Regions from separate parts of the Pan troglodytes genome. Here region 1 is linked to region 2. The links are chromatin contacts, called in public Hi-C maps. All regions are on one chromosome and are shown on one strand. The core of a region is the stretch at or near the end of the contact, and the rest is flanking DNA. Distances in the headings are between cores, read along the strand shown.

What was found. Hi-C and Micro-C count contacts between places; a contact is called where the count stands out from the background.
Region 1: a Hi-C map of induced pluripotent stem cells shows a contact between it and region 2, with 1.6 times the contacts expected there. The contact joins the promoter of CNIH1 here to the enhancer-like site in region 2. A contact is called at or near these places in 2 of 7 Hi-C or Micro-C datasets (both in induced pluripotent stem cells).

What each region holds. Positions count from the first base shown.
Region 1 is chr15:52,430,928-52,438,373 of NHGRI_mPanTro3-v2.0_pri, forward strand. CNIH1 (cornichon family AMPA receptor auxiliary protein 1) reads right to left here and starts at 5,053. Exons shown (of 5, transcript XM_509955.8): 1 at 4,596-5,053. The coding sequence starts at 4,880.
Region 2 is chr15:52,358,542-52,365,605 of NHGRI_mPanTro3-v2.0_pri, forward strand. No RefSeq gene overlaps it. Among named protein-coding and RNA genes, the nearest start is that of CDKN3, 31 kb to the right of the region's middle. Within about 2 kb of position 4,245, at least 7 of the 24 cell types and tissues checked have an H3K27ac peak or open chromatin away from gene starts, as enhancers often do. A contact at or near this core is called in induced pluripotent stem cells, where this site is marked.

The sequences.
Region 1 (7,446 bases), core at 3,803-6,302, 73 kb after region 2:
TTCAATTTTCAATTTCTTCAATGCCTCTGCTCAAGTTATTTCAACTTATCTCTACTCGAAATAATCTTCTGACTAGAAAAATAATTTCAACTGTTTATCCAAATTCCTCTTTATCCTAAAAAAAAACAAACCTTCCTAGGTCAACTTCTTTCTGCAGGCTTTCCTAACTCCTTTGGGCAGAAGTAATTGCATCCTTCCCCACATCTCCACACAGCATGGGACTCTATAATGCCATCGATATGGCTTGTCTCACACTGGAGTGTGGTATTTACACACAGGTCTGTCTGCCCCTCTACACTCTCAGGGAGAAGGACCATTTTTATTTATCTGTGCATGCTCCTCCTCCCTTGGCACAGTGCTCAGTGGGACACTAGAGATGGACTCGAACTCTTCAATGTGTTGCCATTGGTGCCCAAACACATACATTTCTAAGGATGCTTTTGTCCGCACTCTGGAGGAATGTGGCTTCAACCTCAAGGGTCACTAGAATGTACATTAAGAGTCAAAATAGGGACTCTGCACCACTTTGTGGCATCATTTCAGGTGACAAAGAAAGAAAACAAAGGCAGCAAGTTGATGGGGGAGCCATTTTAGTTGCTAACACTACTCACCCCAGGGACACACAAACTAAGCTACCCTTCCCTTAATGAGTTAGGAATAGTATCTTTATATGTGAAAGTGTTGCTCAATATTATCAGTAATCAGTAAAGTTACATATTTCCATCTTTTAACATGACTGTTTATTTCCCTGTTAAAATTTAGATTCATAAAAAGACGGTTTTTTTAATTTCTAGAGTTCTATAAAATTCACCAACCTGCCCTAATAAAAACTCCAACCAAACAACAATAGAAGGAAAATAATAAAACATTAGAATGTAATCTCTGAAAGAACAAAGATTGTTGTATTTACTATTATGTCCCGGGGCCTAAAATATAAAATAGTGCCTGGCACATAGTTAAGTGTTCAATAAATATTAACTGGAAGGAGGGGGTGAAAAAAATAGCACTAGGGATTAAAAAAAAAAAAGGCAGAACTCACCAGGGGGATTTCCCTTGGCTAATGACACCTAACACAAATGTTAAAAACATAAATGTGTAATTAGAAAATACTAATTTCTGATTACTTATGGACGTTATTAGTCTGCTACTTGACGTCAGCCGTGGTCTATAACCCCAATGCATTTTAGTAATAAAGCTCAAGACAAGGATGATAATCGTAAGTACTTGTCTATAACAAGATCCAACTTAACAGAATACAAAACTTGTCTTTAAAACTGACATTTAATTGGACATTTTCTTCAGGTGACTTCAAGGGAATTTTTTTTTTTTTTTTTTTTTTTTCTTGAGACAGGGTCTTACTCTGTCACCCAGGCTGGAGTGCAGTGGCACAATCTCAGCTCACTGCAACCTCCACCTCCTCAGCTCAAATGATTCTCCTGCCTCAGCCTCCGGAGTAGCTGGGACTACAGGTGCATGCCACCATGCCTGGCTAATTTTTGTAGTTTTTGTAGAGATGGGATTTTACCATGTTGCCCAGGCTGGTCTCAAACTCCTGAGCTCAGGTGATCCACCTGCCTTGGCCTCCCAAAGTGCCGGGATTACAGGAATGAGCCACTGTGCCTAGTCACAGGGATTTTTTAACTATGTTGTTGAATGGGTTTCTCTTTGAGTGCTATAGGCTAGGGTTTTCGAACCTCTTCTGAGAATATTCTTAATGATTTTCAAATCTTTTTGCAGCTATGTGGCTGAGCAAAGACACCCACAAAATTTCCCACAGAAGTATAACAAAAATAAAACAGATAAATCCCTAAAGATGCCCAAGTACACAATTCAGAATACCTTCCAATTTGATACACATCTTTAAGGAATGACTTTTAAGCTTTTAATTTTTCAAACAATCTATGCTCCCGACTCTATTCTCCACAGAGCATCAATGACATGAATTAGGACTAAATTGACAGATATAATCATCAGCATAAAAAACATTCTCTAATACAGTGATTAATGTAAATAAGATTTTTGGAATGTAATTTAAAAATTGTAAAATGAGTCTTCTGAAAGATACTTCAACTACCTGCTAGAGTTTGGTTTAACTCCTCCAAATCTCAGGTTGAAATTTGATCCCCAATGTTGGAGGCGGGATCTAACGGGAGGTGTTTGGGTCATGGGAGCAGATCCCTCATGAATGGTTTGGTGTCATCTTGGAGGGAATAAGTGAGTTCTCCTGCCATTAGGACCCAAGAGAACTGGCTTGTAAACAGCACCTGGCACCTCCCCCTCTTTTTCCTTTGCTTCCTCTCACTATGGGATCTCTACACACTACTCCCCCACCATGAGTGGAAGCAGGCTGAGACTTTCACCAGATGCCCAGTCTTATAGTCAGCAGAATCCTGAGGTAAATAAACCTCTTTTTTCTTTGTAAATTACTCAGCCTCCCGTATTCCTGTATAGCAACACTATAAACACTATAAAGGAATGGACTAAGATACTACCTAAGATGATAAACATAAGGTTATATGGGTAATAGAAAAATTAAAACTATCTATTTATTTAGAATTGTTTCCAAAAGGATACTAACTCTCTGAATGAAGAAATCCCTAAGCATAAAAGCTCTCCACAAATCTGCGGTATAATTTTTTTTTCATTGTATAACACGACTTAAAATTATTTACTTCACCCAGACACGCATTTGTTTAAGCTGAAATTACCCGTTTTTTGAAAGTGCGGTTCAGGTTTTCCTTAAGCCAAACACAACCTGGTTCAAAACGTAAAAATGTGAAAAAGCCAACCCCACCACTCTAAGAATCCCCATCATCCCAGAAAAAAGGAACACCCATCAAGCAGAGTGACTTAAAGCTACATCTACAGATGGAATGGAACCACACACTTTCTTTCTTTCTTTTTTTTTTTTTTTTTTTTTTGAGACGGAGTCTCCGCCCAGGATGGAGTGCAGTGGCGCCATCGCGGCTCACTGCAACCTCTGCCTCCTGGGTTCAAGTGATTCTCCTCCACCTCAGCCTCCCGAGTAGCTGGGATTACAGGCGCCCACCACCATGCCCGGCTAATTTTTTTGTATTTTTAGTAGAGACGGGGTTTCACCATGTTGGCCAGGCTGGTCTCGAACTCCTGACCTCGTGATCCTCCCGCCTCGGCCTCCCAAAGTGCTGGGATTACAGGAGTGAGCCTCCGCGCCCGGCCATGGAACCACACATTTTCATCAGAGGCCTACTAAGGTTGAGCTAGTCTGTATCCCAAATTATCTTAGGTATTGTTCTTCCATCAAAGCAGGGCTGAAGATGCTCTTCAAATTACTGCTCCTACTGACAAGCATTCTGAGGTAGCAGTTATTTCTGACACAGTTAATAGCCTACATAAGTATTCCTGATTACAATAAGCAGTCAGGTCCTAAAATAATTGTAAACATAATCACACTGCTTAGCAAAAAGGAATGGATTTGTGATATACTTCCACTTTCGAGACTTTTTTGCACAAGACGCTGCTGCTGTTTAATCATTCTGCCCCTCCGTATGTTTCATAGAAATCCTTGTTACTGGCATGATGAAACCTGACTTAAAATCTACGTAAGAGTTAACGTGGTCATTCAAATTAAAAGCAACATTCCAGAAGGCACTGGAATATGGGGAAAAGAGAAGCAAGTATGAGATAAATTTTTAATGAATGATTTCCAGAAGGCTCTCAATGCTTTTAATTTTGTGCTAAAGCAACAGAAATTCTTATCTCTGTAGAACTATATCACAGGGAACTTACGACTTTTTCCTTAGAGGGACCAGTAAGGCTGTGCTTCCACCCTGCAATAGTGATGATGATGTGTGTAACAGAAATAAATACTGCCCCAGAAAAGCTTAAGGTTTCTGAGCATCTCAAAATCAAATGAAAACTGCCTCTACTAAATCAAGCAATCCTGAATATAAGGGTGGCTTGGAAAGCTGCCTGTTGAAACTCCAGCGGTCAAAGTATGATTTGGGGGGGAAACGCGCACATGCAATCAACAAAGTAATCAACTGAACTTGCATCAAAGTTCACCAGGAAACAACAATCTGGAAAAAGAGAAAAAAAGTGATTTGATCTGAAGAGCACCCAACAAGTGCTGAAAAGTAGAGTTGGAAATTCACCCTAAGTAGGTTACATTTTGGCCACAGTTCTGTGGAAACCCTAAAAGAAAGCCAATCTATATTAACAAAAATTCGGAAAACTTCATTCACACTACGCCCGTCCCACCGCGCCGTCGACATCCTCCCCGGGGATGCAGGGCCGCGGGCCGGTAGAGGTCGGTGCGAACGCAGCGCGGAACCGCGGGCGCCCGCCTGGACCGCGGCCGCCCCACCCAGTCGGGGAGGAGTAGCGGTGCGCGCGGCCTGTGCCGAGACAACGCGGGCGCATCCACCTGGCGACTGCGCGCCCCGGCTCCTCCAGTACCCGCGGCCCCTAGACCCCTCGCCGCGCGGCCCGTGCCAGCCGGGCCGCATCCCCGACGCGCAAAGCCCCGGCGGCCGTGGCGGCCCGGACCGCGGGCCCGGGGCGAAAAGAAGCTGTGTTGCCGCCTCGCCCTCCTTTCCCCAGCCCCAGCTACTCACGTGCCAAATGGCGAAGAAGATGAGCGCGGCAGTGAGCAGCAGCGCCAGCATGTAGCAGAAGGCCGCGAACGTGAACGCCATGGCTGGGGAGGAGGAGCGGGGAGCGGCGCCGTTGCCAGCGGAGAAAGGCGGCGCAGGGCCCTCTGGGTAAAACCATTCACTTCCACCGGCCACAGCCGCGACCGCCACCGCTACCGCCGCGGCGCCAGCCCTCTCAGCGCGCCTGCGCACCAGCCCAGCCGCCCCGGCGCCCTCTGATGGCCGGAGTCTGCGTTGCACTGACATTGTCCGCACAGTTGTTGATTGATTTTTCCTTCCTTCTTGCGTTTATTCTTTCAACAAATATTTATTGAATGAATGCCTAGTTTGTTACAGGTACCGCGCTTCTCGCTTCAGATACAAAGATGAATAAGATAGTACCTGCACTGAAAGAACTTAGTATAGTGCCGGAAATGAACACCTAAATAAATAATTACGTTATTATAACCCCGTAAACGGATGTGTGTGGGATGCTCTGAAAGGTCAGAGAAGGACAGCCAGCCCGCCCTGGAGCATTTAGGCAGGATTCCTGCTGTAGGTGTTTCCTAAGTTGGCCTTAGATGATGATAAGTTCTCCAGGCAAAAAGAAGGTAGAACTGGCAGTCCAAGGAAACGGTTCAGAATGAGGAAACGCAACAGAGATGGAAAAAAGAAAAGAAAAATAAAGCTTCGTGTCTCAGGTGAAACCAGCAGCAATTCTGTATTAAGGGAACCTAAGTGCAAGACAGTGGTGAGACTTAGAAATGAATTAGCAAGGGATCAGATCATAGAGGGCCTTATAATGCTTCATTACGGAGCTCAGACTTCTTATCTCATAAGCCCAAATTTTTTGCTCACCACACACAACTAGAAAGATGTTTTTCATTGCAACCCAGTGGAATATCATACAGACATCAAGTTATGAAGAGGTGGAAATCTAGTTATAGAGGCAAAGAAATATAGATATGACCAAAACAAAAATTTCACAAAACTGTACTAATGATCCATAAGTACTTTCCCTTCTACTCTCTTTTGCTACTTGTTTTTAATGCTGGTCTTAACACACAAAATTGATTCAAAATTGATTTAACTTTCCATTACAACCATTTTTAAAAGAAAAAAACTCTATTAACTGATTGCTGCTGATGGAAGAGAAAATCATTGAAGGCTTTTGAGCAAAAGAAGACCATGTTTAGATTTGCATTAAAGATCGTTCACCTAGCAAATTGCGTAGAATAGTTTAGAAGCAGGGTCTGTCCAGTGCTGTGCAATAGAACCTTCTGTGATGGTGAAAATTTTCGATACCTACATTGCCCAATACAGTAGCCACTAGCCACATGTGGCCATTGGGCACTTGTAAATTGTCTAGCATGACTGAGGAACTGAACTTTAAATTTCACATCACTTTAAGTAAAATGTGGCTAGTGTATTGGACAGTACAACCTGTACCACCAGGATTATGTGGCACCTGTGTGCAAATTATCAAGTTACTTTTGGCTAGGCACAGCAGCTCATGCCTGTAATCCTAACACTTTGGGAGGCCAAGACAGGAGGATCACTTAAGCTCAGGAATTCAAGACCAGCCTGGACAAGGTAATGAGATCTTGAGAGGTGACAGCGTGCTGGCAGTCCTCACAGCCCTCGCTCACTCTCGGCGCCTCCTCTGCCTGGGCTGCCACTTTGGCGGCACTTGAGGAACCCTTCAGCCCACCGCTGCACTATGGGAGCCCCTTTCTGGGCTGGCCAAGGCCAGAGCCGGCTCCCTCAGCTTGCAGGGAGGTGTAGAGGAAGAGGCGCGAGGGGTAACCGAGACTGCGCAGGGCGCTTGCGGGCCAGCTGGAGTTCCGGGTTGGCGTGGGATTGGCGGGACCCACACTTGGAGCAGCCGGCCGCCCCTGCCGACCCCGGGTAATGAGGGGCTTAGCACCCGGGCCAGTGGCTGCAGAGGGTGTACTGGGTCCCCCAGCAGTGCCAGCCCACCGGTGCTGCACTCGATTTCTCTCCGGGCCTTAGCTGCCTTCCCGCGGGGCAGGGCTCGGGACCTGCAGCCCGCCATGCCTGAGCCTCCCACCCCCTCCATGGGCTCCTGTGCGGCCCAAGCCTCCCCAGCGAGCGCCACCCCCTGCTCCATGGCGCCCAGTCCCATCGACCACCCAAGGGCTGAGGAGTGCGGGCACACGGCGCGGGACTGGCAGGCAGCTCCACCTGCAGCCCCGGTGTGGGATATGCTGGGTGAAGCCAGCTGGGCTCCTGAGTCTGGGGGGGAAGTGGAGAACCTTTATGCCTAGCTCAGGGATTGTAAATATACCAATCGGCACTCTGTATCTAGCTCAAGGTTTGTAAACACACCAATCAGCACCCTGTGTCTAGCTCAGGGTTTGGGAATGCACCAATGTGCACTCTGTATCTAGCTTCTCTGGTGAGGCCTTGGAGAACCTTTATGTCTAGCTCGGGGATTGTAAATACACCAATCAGCACTCTGTATCTAGCTCAAGGTTTGTAAACACACCAATCAGCACCCTGTATCTAGCTCAGGTTTTGTGAGTGCACCAATGGACACTCTGTATCTAGCTACTCTGGTGGGGCCTTGGAGAACCTTTGTGTGGATGCTCTGTATCTAAGTAATCTGGTAGGGACGTGGAAAACCTTTGTGTCTAGCTCAGGGATTGTAAACGCACCAATCAGCGCCCTGTCAAAACAGACCACTCGGCTCTACCAATCAGCAGGACAGGGGTGGGGCCAGATAAGAGAATAAAAGCAGGCTGCTGGAGCCAGCGGGGACAACCCGCTGAGGTCCAGTTCCATGCTGTGGAAGGTTTGTTTTGTTTTGTTT
Region 2 (7,064 bases), core at 2,995-5,494:
GACACTAAGTTCAGTCTTGTACATGTTGATTTTTACCGCTCAGGGACCATCAGGATGGAGGTGTTTGTATACATGAATCTGAAACTCAGAAGACAGAGAACGGCCAGAGGTGGTGATTAGGAATTCACTGGATGGCTGGCAGCTGAAACCACAGGAGCAATAAGACAGCTAAAGACAAGCATGTGGAGTTAGGAGACAGCCCAGCAAAGGATCTGCAGGATAGTCAGAGGACCGTCTGAGTAAAGGAGCTAGGACAGGAAATCACATGGAATTGCATCCAGTGCTTCTTAGATTATAAACAAGTCTTATAATGATAAGATTGTTCTTGTGCTTTTCTCCTTTGTTGTCAAAACAAAATGCAATCTGATTTGGGATTTATATTCTTACCCTAAGAAATCTAGCTAGCAAGGGAAAAAAATTGTTTCTATTCTTAAAGGAAAAACATAGTTCTGATTTTCTAATTTTATATTTACCTTCTGGAAAAAAAAAGCCTTTTTCTTATTTAATTTTACAGAGGATAAAAAAGTAGTATGAAAATAGAGTCTCTGAATATAGATCTTTCAACTGAAAAACTGGGCTGTGAAGGTAAAAGTGATATGGGGCTAGGTGGATTTTTTTTGGTTTGGGGGTGTGGCAGTTGTTTTGTTTTGTTTTTGTGCTTTTGTGTTTTTTTTTTTGTTTTAATATTGGAGAGACTTGAGCTCTTCTATGGACTCTGAAAAACCAATGCTGAAGAAAAGGCAGAGGAGAGAGGAGTAACCAATGCTGCAAGGTTCCACAGAAGAGAAGGGGTTTTCATTATAGAAGAGATGCCTCATTTGGACTAGAGGAAAAAACACACGAGTGTTGTTAGGGGCAGATAGAAGGCCAGACCACCAGCTGAGAAAGCAGGGGAGTGGGGCTACTTCTTGAAGACAATGGCAAAGCTCATGGGAGGAAGTGGGGGATAAGCAAAAAGACAAGTGGGCACAGGACTCTAGTCAAGGCGTTTTCACTTTCCATTTGCCTATTTCATAGAGAAAGGCTTTTAACTGCCTTCTATCTAAATTGAATAAAAAGAAAGTGAGAAACTTAAAAGGAAATAAGAAATGGACAAGATGATATATACTATGTAATTAAGAAGAGGGTAAGTTTATAATTATCCATTTGCTTATTTATTTTTCATCATTATTTTTTTAAGACAGGGGTCTTGCTGTGTTGCCTGGGCTGGTCTTGAACTCCTGTGCTCAAGCCATCCTTCTGCCTCCTCAGCCTCACAAGCTCGTTCACTTATTCATTCAACAGATGGTAAACAGACCAAATTCCCACCTCATTGAGCATACATTTTAGTCCTCTCCATATACAGTCATCCCTTGGTATCTCAAAGGGATTGGTTCTAAGATACCCTATCCCCACCTCTGCCACCCTCACCCCCCAGCAGATACTAAAGTGCTCAAGTCCCATAGCCGGCCCTGTAGAACCCAATGATAGGAAAAGTTGGCCCCCCATATATGTGGGTTCTGTATCCCGTGAATACTGTATTTTCAATCCATGGCTGGTTGACTGTGGATGCAAAACCAGTGGAGACAGAGAGCCAATTGTATACCAAGACAGTCCTTGCTAAATTTCATTAAAACTGTTTGGTTTTACCAGGACCCACTGCTGTACAGGGCATGCCGAGAGATAGACTCTCTTTCTAATCCAGGGCTGTTTTCTGAAGCGCAAACAAGTGTGAATCAGCTACAATTTGGACAGGTTGGCTAATACTCATGCAAATAAAGCTGGAAGGGCATTTCAGAAAAACAATGCCATCACTCAGTTGGCATTTCACCAGGCTTCCAGACTTAGTCTCTGAAAGAATTAGTGTTTTCTAATAATCCACCTGACAGATTATGTTCAGAATGTGATTTTCTGATTAAGGCACTAGGCACAAAACTACTTCTGGACTAAGCAGCCGCCAGACACTGCAAAATCAATGCAAGTTCCCCCAGGTGTTTGCTGCGGAAGCTGAAAGGGGCAAAGGGATGTGGCCATATCCTTTCTGGCCAAGTTTCAGGATACATAGATTTAAAGGACAGAACTGTAACCAGGATTTGGCCACCTTGGGAAGGAACGTGATGTTTGGACAACATCCTTCCCAGACTGAAAGCTGCTCAGACATGGATCGTCATTCCAGGCATTTGGCATGCTCGTTTGCACTAGCAGCCAAGTGCATAATTGCCAGGAAGTGGCCAAATCCACAGAGACACCACTCACTCCTGAATGCTGAAAAATGTTTGTAATATACGGTAATAAATGCAAGCCTGACTCACTTAATCAGATTTGAATCCCGGACTGGGGATTTCTGCACAAGAGGGAGATGTTTACTGAAATCCTGCTTTTCTCGGCTGCCATCTCCCATTCCAGGAAGAACAGAACTACTGGATGGCCTTGCCATTTCTGTTTTATATTTTTGGTCATTAATATGGATTCTTATAAGACATGGGTTCTCAACTCATTCTGAATGTACTTCAGTATGAAGTGATTAAAATAAGGCTCTTTCTCCTTATTTTAGATTATATTTAAGCAGAACTAAGTGCTGGGCACAGTGGCTCACGCCTGTAAATGCAGGCCTTTAGGAGGCCAAGGCGGACAGATTGCCTGAGCCCAGAAGTTCAAGACCAGCCTGGGCAACATGGTGAAACCTTGTCTCTACAAAAAATACCAAAAAAAAGAAATTAGCTGTGCGTAGTGGCACGTGCCTGTGTCCCACCTACTCGGAAGACTGAGGTGGGAGGATCGCTTGAGATTGGGAGGTTGAAGCTGCAGTGAGTCATGATTATGCCACTGCACTCCAGCCTGGATGACAGAGCAAGACCCTGTCTCAAAAAATAATAAAATAAGATAAAATGAACTAAGTATTCCTGAAAGATAGAGATTTAAGAGTATCAGGCCGTTCTCCATTCCTGGCAAATTGAACTACCCAATCTCATCTCATTACCAAAACCAACAAGATGAGATGGGGAAAAGATGCCAGTTACACTCTCCTGTGAGAGTTGTCTGATTCAAGACCTGTCTGGGCTTGGAGCAGTTGGGTAGGTGAATAGCCCAGCTTCCGAAGCTGGCTGAACTTTCCCCTAAAATTAAGTTGGGAATCATGTTGGTTCCAAGCTGATTATCCCAGCATCCTTGACATACAGCCTTAGTTCCTCAAGTTCAGAAATCTGACTTCCCCAAAGATTAACCCAGCCCCAGTCAACTGATTGATACCAAACTCAGCAGGAAATCCTCTGAGTTCAGAAGTCAGTTCTTCCATTTTCAAGTGGCAATTTCATTCTACCTGCCACAGATGAGGGAATTATCATTCAGGTTAAGTATCTCGGTGATTTATCCAAGGACACGTGGCTAATTGCTGAAATAGGACTTGAATCCGGTCTTTTGAGTTCAGAGCCCTTTTCCTTTCTGCTAGAGCACCTTGCCTTCCTGGTGGAAACCCCACATGCAAGTACGAGAGATTACAGCATGGCTTCCAAGAAGAGCAAACTGCACTTTGGGGAAGGGGGAGAGACAACGGGGTAAGGCAGGCCATGTGAAGAGAGATGCAGTGGATGGCAGATCCTGTGTCACTGAGGTCAGGAGCCAGAGTCCAGGTCCAAGGCAGGCCAAGGATTGGAGGAAATAGCAAGAGACTCTTAGGGCCCATTAGGAACTAGGAAACAAATGAAACAGAAACTGTCTCAGGAATACAGCCAAAGCCAGGTTAGGAAAACTGGGCACGAGGGTATGGGGAGGACCCACCACCACAATGATTTAACCTCTGGCTGGGTTTCAGAGCATCCTACCCCAGCTCCTTCAATCCCCCCTTGTGATATCTTGTGATCTCTTTCAACCACAGGAGAAAGGAAGAAATAGTCTTCGGCCAGAGCAGAGCAGAGCCTCTAGATGGAGCCAAGTAGCTGCCAGCTAGGGGCTGAGAGGCAAGGCAAGACCCACAGGCTAGGAGATTACTGCAATGCTCACTCCAGCCATCCGAGGTCAAAATTCTTCTCTACATAGTGTATTTCTTGACTATTTTAAAACGTGTTGTTGATTGTTTTACTTCTATAACATTTTCCTAAAGATGGCTTGAGAGAGGGTGACCCTGTATAATTAACCATTCAAAGCAGGAGGCTTGCAAGAGTGAAAGGGAGAGCTGTTAATAATTATGCCAGTACGACAGTCACAAACCAGGACTAACCTATGCCGATGAGGACACACGGTCAGCCTCAGCTTGAGACCAAGCTCTCAGGACTCACCCAGGCCTGAGCACAGCTAGCAGAGGGTGAGATAATCTTGCTAGGATTGTTTACAGGAGAGGCCAGAGGACTCCTGGGAAGTAACTCACCCTAAGGGAAGAGAAAGTCAAAGCACACAAATTGAGTTCAGTGACATCAAGACAGGGCCAGAGGGGAGGGACGAGTCTTGGTGCCTCCCAGTGGTGGTCAGCCCCAGCGCCCTCTGATCCAGGTGCCATGGATCTTAAAAGCAGATGAAACTAAAAAGAGCTGTTTTGTTAAAATTTCCGCAGGACCTTGAAGTTGCAAGGATTAGCAAAATCCTGTGCCAGCAATATCAGCAGCAACAGAGAAGGTGCAGCTGGCATTGCAGTAGAGTGGGACATTGGTGGGCTTGGGCAGTGATCTGAGACTTTACCCCAGCAAAGGAGAGCCAGAAGATGGTCGGTGCCTTGCTCTTATATCTTAGAGGATACAGAGGCCATCCTGGAGGACTCACTGAACTATTATGAGGAGTAGAGAGACTGCAGTTTCACACAGTGAAGAGAGGAAGAACCAGAGAAATAATATTTTGTAAAGGATAATAACTGTGACTTTAATTTCATTCCCAATCTGTGATGTTTGGAAAACTCAGGTAATATTTCTTTCATCAGAGTGTGAGGTACTCACTGATGTTATGTCTAAATTAGAGAACCTTCTTAATTTGGAGCCACTCAGTTTATATTAGTATGGTCTAGAGTAGGCACATACTCCCAAAATATATACATTGCAATTATATGTGCATTTATAAAATAATGCAGCAAAATATTTACACATGGTTAATTAACATGTAATATAGAAACATTTTCTAAAAGGTCCTAAAAATTATGGGCTTTTGCTATCTCTTAAAGAATGTTATCTACTGATTCTAATATTCAACTGGTTAGTCTTTCAACCATTTGAAATTAAATGCTGCTTTGAAATAGCTCACTCACTAAATAGCTAAAGTGATAACACAGACACTACACAGGCAAAGATGTTGAGCTAGAATTATAACACAGTGCTAGTGGGAATGTGAATTCATATAAGCTCTTTGGAAAACTGTTTGGCAGTATCGACTAAAAGATGAACATACGCACTTCCACTCCTGTTATATACCCAACAGCAATGTATACAACATGTTTACCAAAAGACATAGAAAAGAATGTTTATAGCAGCACTTCATAATAGCCCCAAACTGGAAATGACCCAACAGTAGATTGGATGAATAACTTATGATATATTCATACAATGGAATACTGCCATGAGAACAAATAAGTACAACCACACACAATAACATGAATGAATCTCACAAACATAAAGTCAAGCAAAAGAAGCCAGACACAAAAGATTCCATTTAGATAGAATTCGCAAACAAGCGAAATTAAGCCATGGCATCAGGAGAGAAAAGATGTTACCCTGGGAAGGGGCTAGTGGATGGGGACACAAAGGAGGCTCTGGGTGCTGGGAATGTTCCATTTCTTGATCTGGGTGCTGGTTACGCGGGTATGAAAATTTATCGATCCTATTAATTGTCCTTTGTGCTGCATTCTACTAGGTGAACTAGTCACTAGGGCCAGCCCATGTTTAGGAAGAGAGTATTGGACTCCACCTCTTTATGGGGAGTGGCAAGCTACATCACAGCAGAGTAAGTGGGATGAATGATACTGTTATGAAAACACAATTTATTCCTATTATAAAATACAATAGAATTTTTCAAATTTAAGGAATATTTTAAATAAATTTTACAATCTACGCCAATTATCCAGTGCAAATTAGAACTCAGCATCATCTTGGGGTAAAGCAGAAAGCTTGGGAAGGTAAAGAAAGTGAGAGCACCAGCCACTAAAGCACATGCTGTAGCTTGGGTCATATGCCTTCCCTGGACCCACAACTATGACCAGACAAATAGGGTAGAAATAGGGTACATTTACGAGTGAGTCCTAACCATGTGCCCAACAAGACCACATGAAATAAGAGAGGGGCAATTCTCCAAAGGGAGAAGCAATGGGGAAACCACAGATGTCTACTGCAGACCTCATGTACTGCATGTGATGGTCATACAAGAGAAATTGTATGGTCTGCATCTGATGGTCATACAAGAGAAATTCTTGTATTTTTTTAGAGATGGTCTTACTCTGTCACCCAGGCTGGAGTGCCCTGGTGCCATCATAGCTCACTGTCACTTCAAACTCCTGGATTCTAGCAATCCTCCTGGCTCTGCCTCCCAAGTAGCTGGGGCTATAGGAGCGCACCACCATGCCCAGCATCATGTGAGAAATCTTAAACTTGGTATGTCAAGAATGAGGAAGTATGTTCCTCCCAAATTACATTCAACTCTGAAACTCCAGCCTTCTCTACCTAACACATGTCAAATCCATTCGCATTAATATTAAAATATTTTTAAAATATGGATCTAGTGGTAAAACACACATCCAAGTGCAACTATGGATAGGAATGATGTTTAATTTCTCCTTGAGCACTTCTCAACAGACTCACTTGTCTATGAACATGTGTTAACACTTTCCTCTCTGGTAGTTTGAAAAATCTTCCACATTGTTTTGCACACATACATTTCTGTTAACAGCCATGAGTCAGTCATACACCAAAAATTTAACTGAAGACTACAGGTGTGGCAGGCTGAACTTAACCCTCCCCTCTTCCTCTCAGGAGAGAATCTTGGGGAGTAGAGGCAAACCAGGTGACTCTGATGCCATCCAATCAGATGGCTCAGCCAGAGGCCTTGTCTGTTTATGTGGGACCCTCCATGATGAAGGGACCAAGCCGCGCAGAAGAGAGCGCTTTAGCATTATA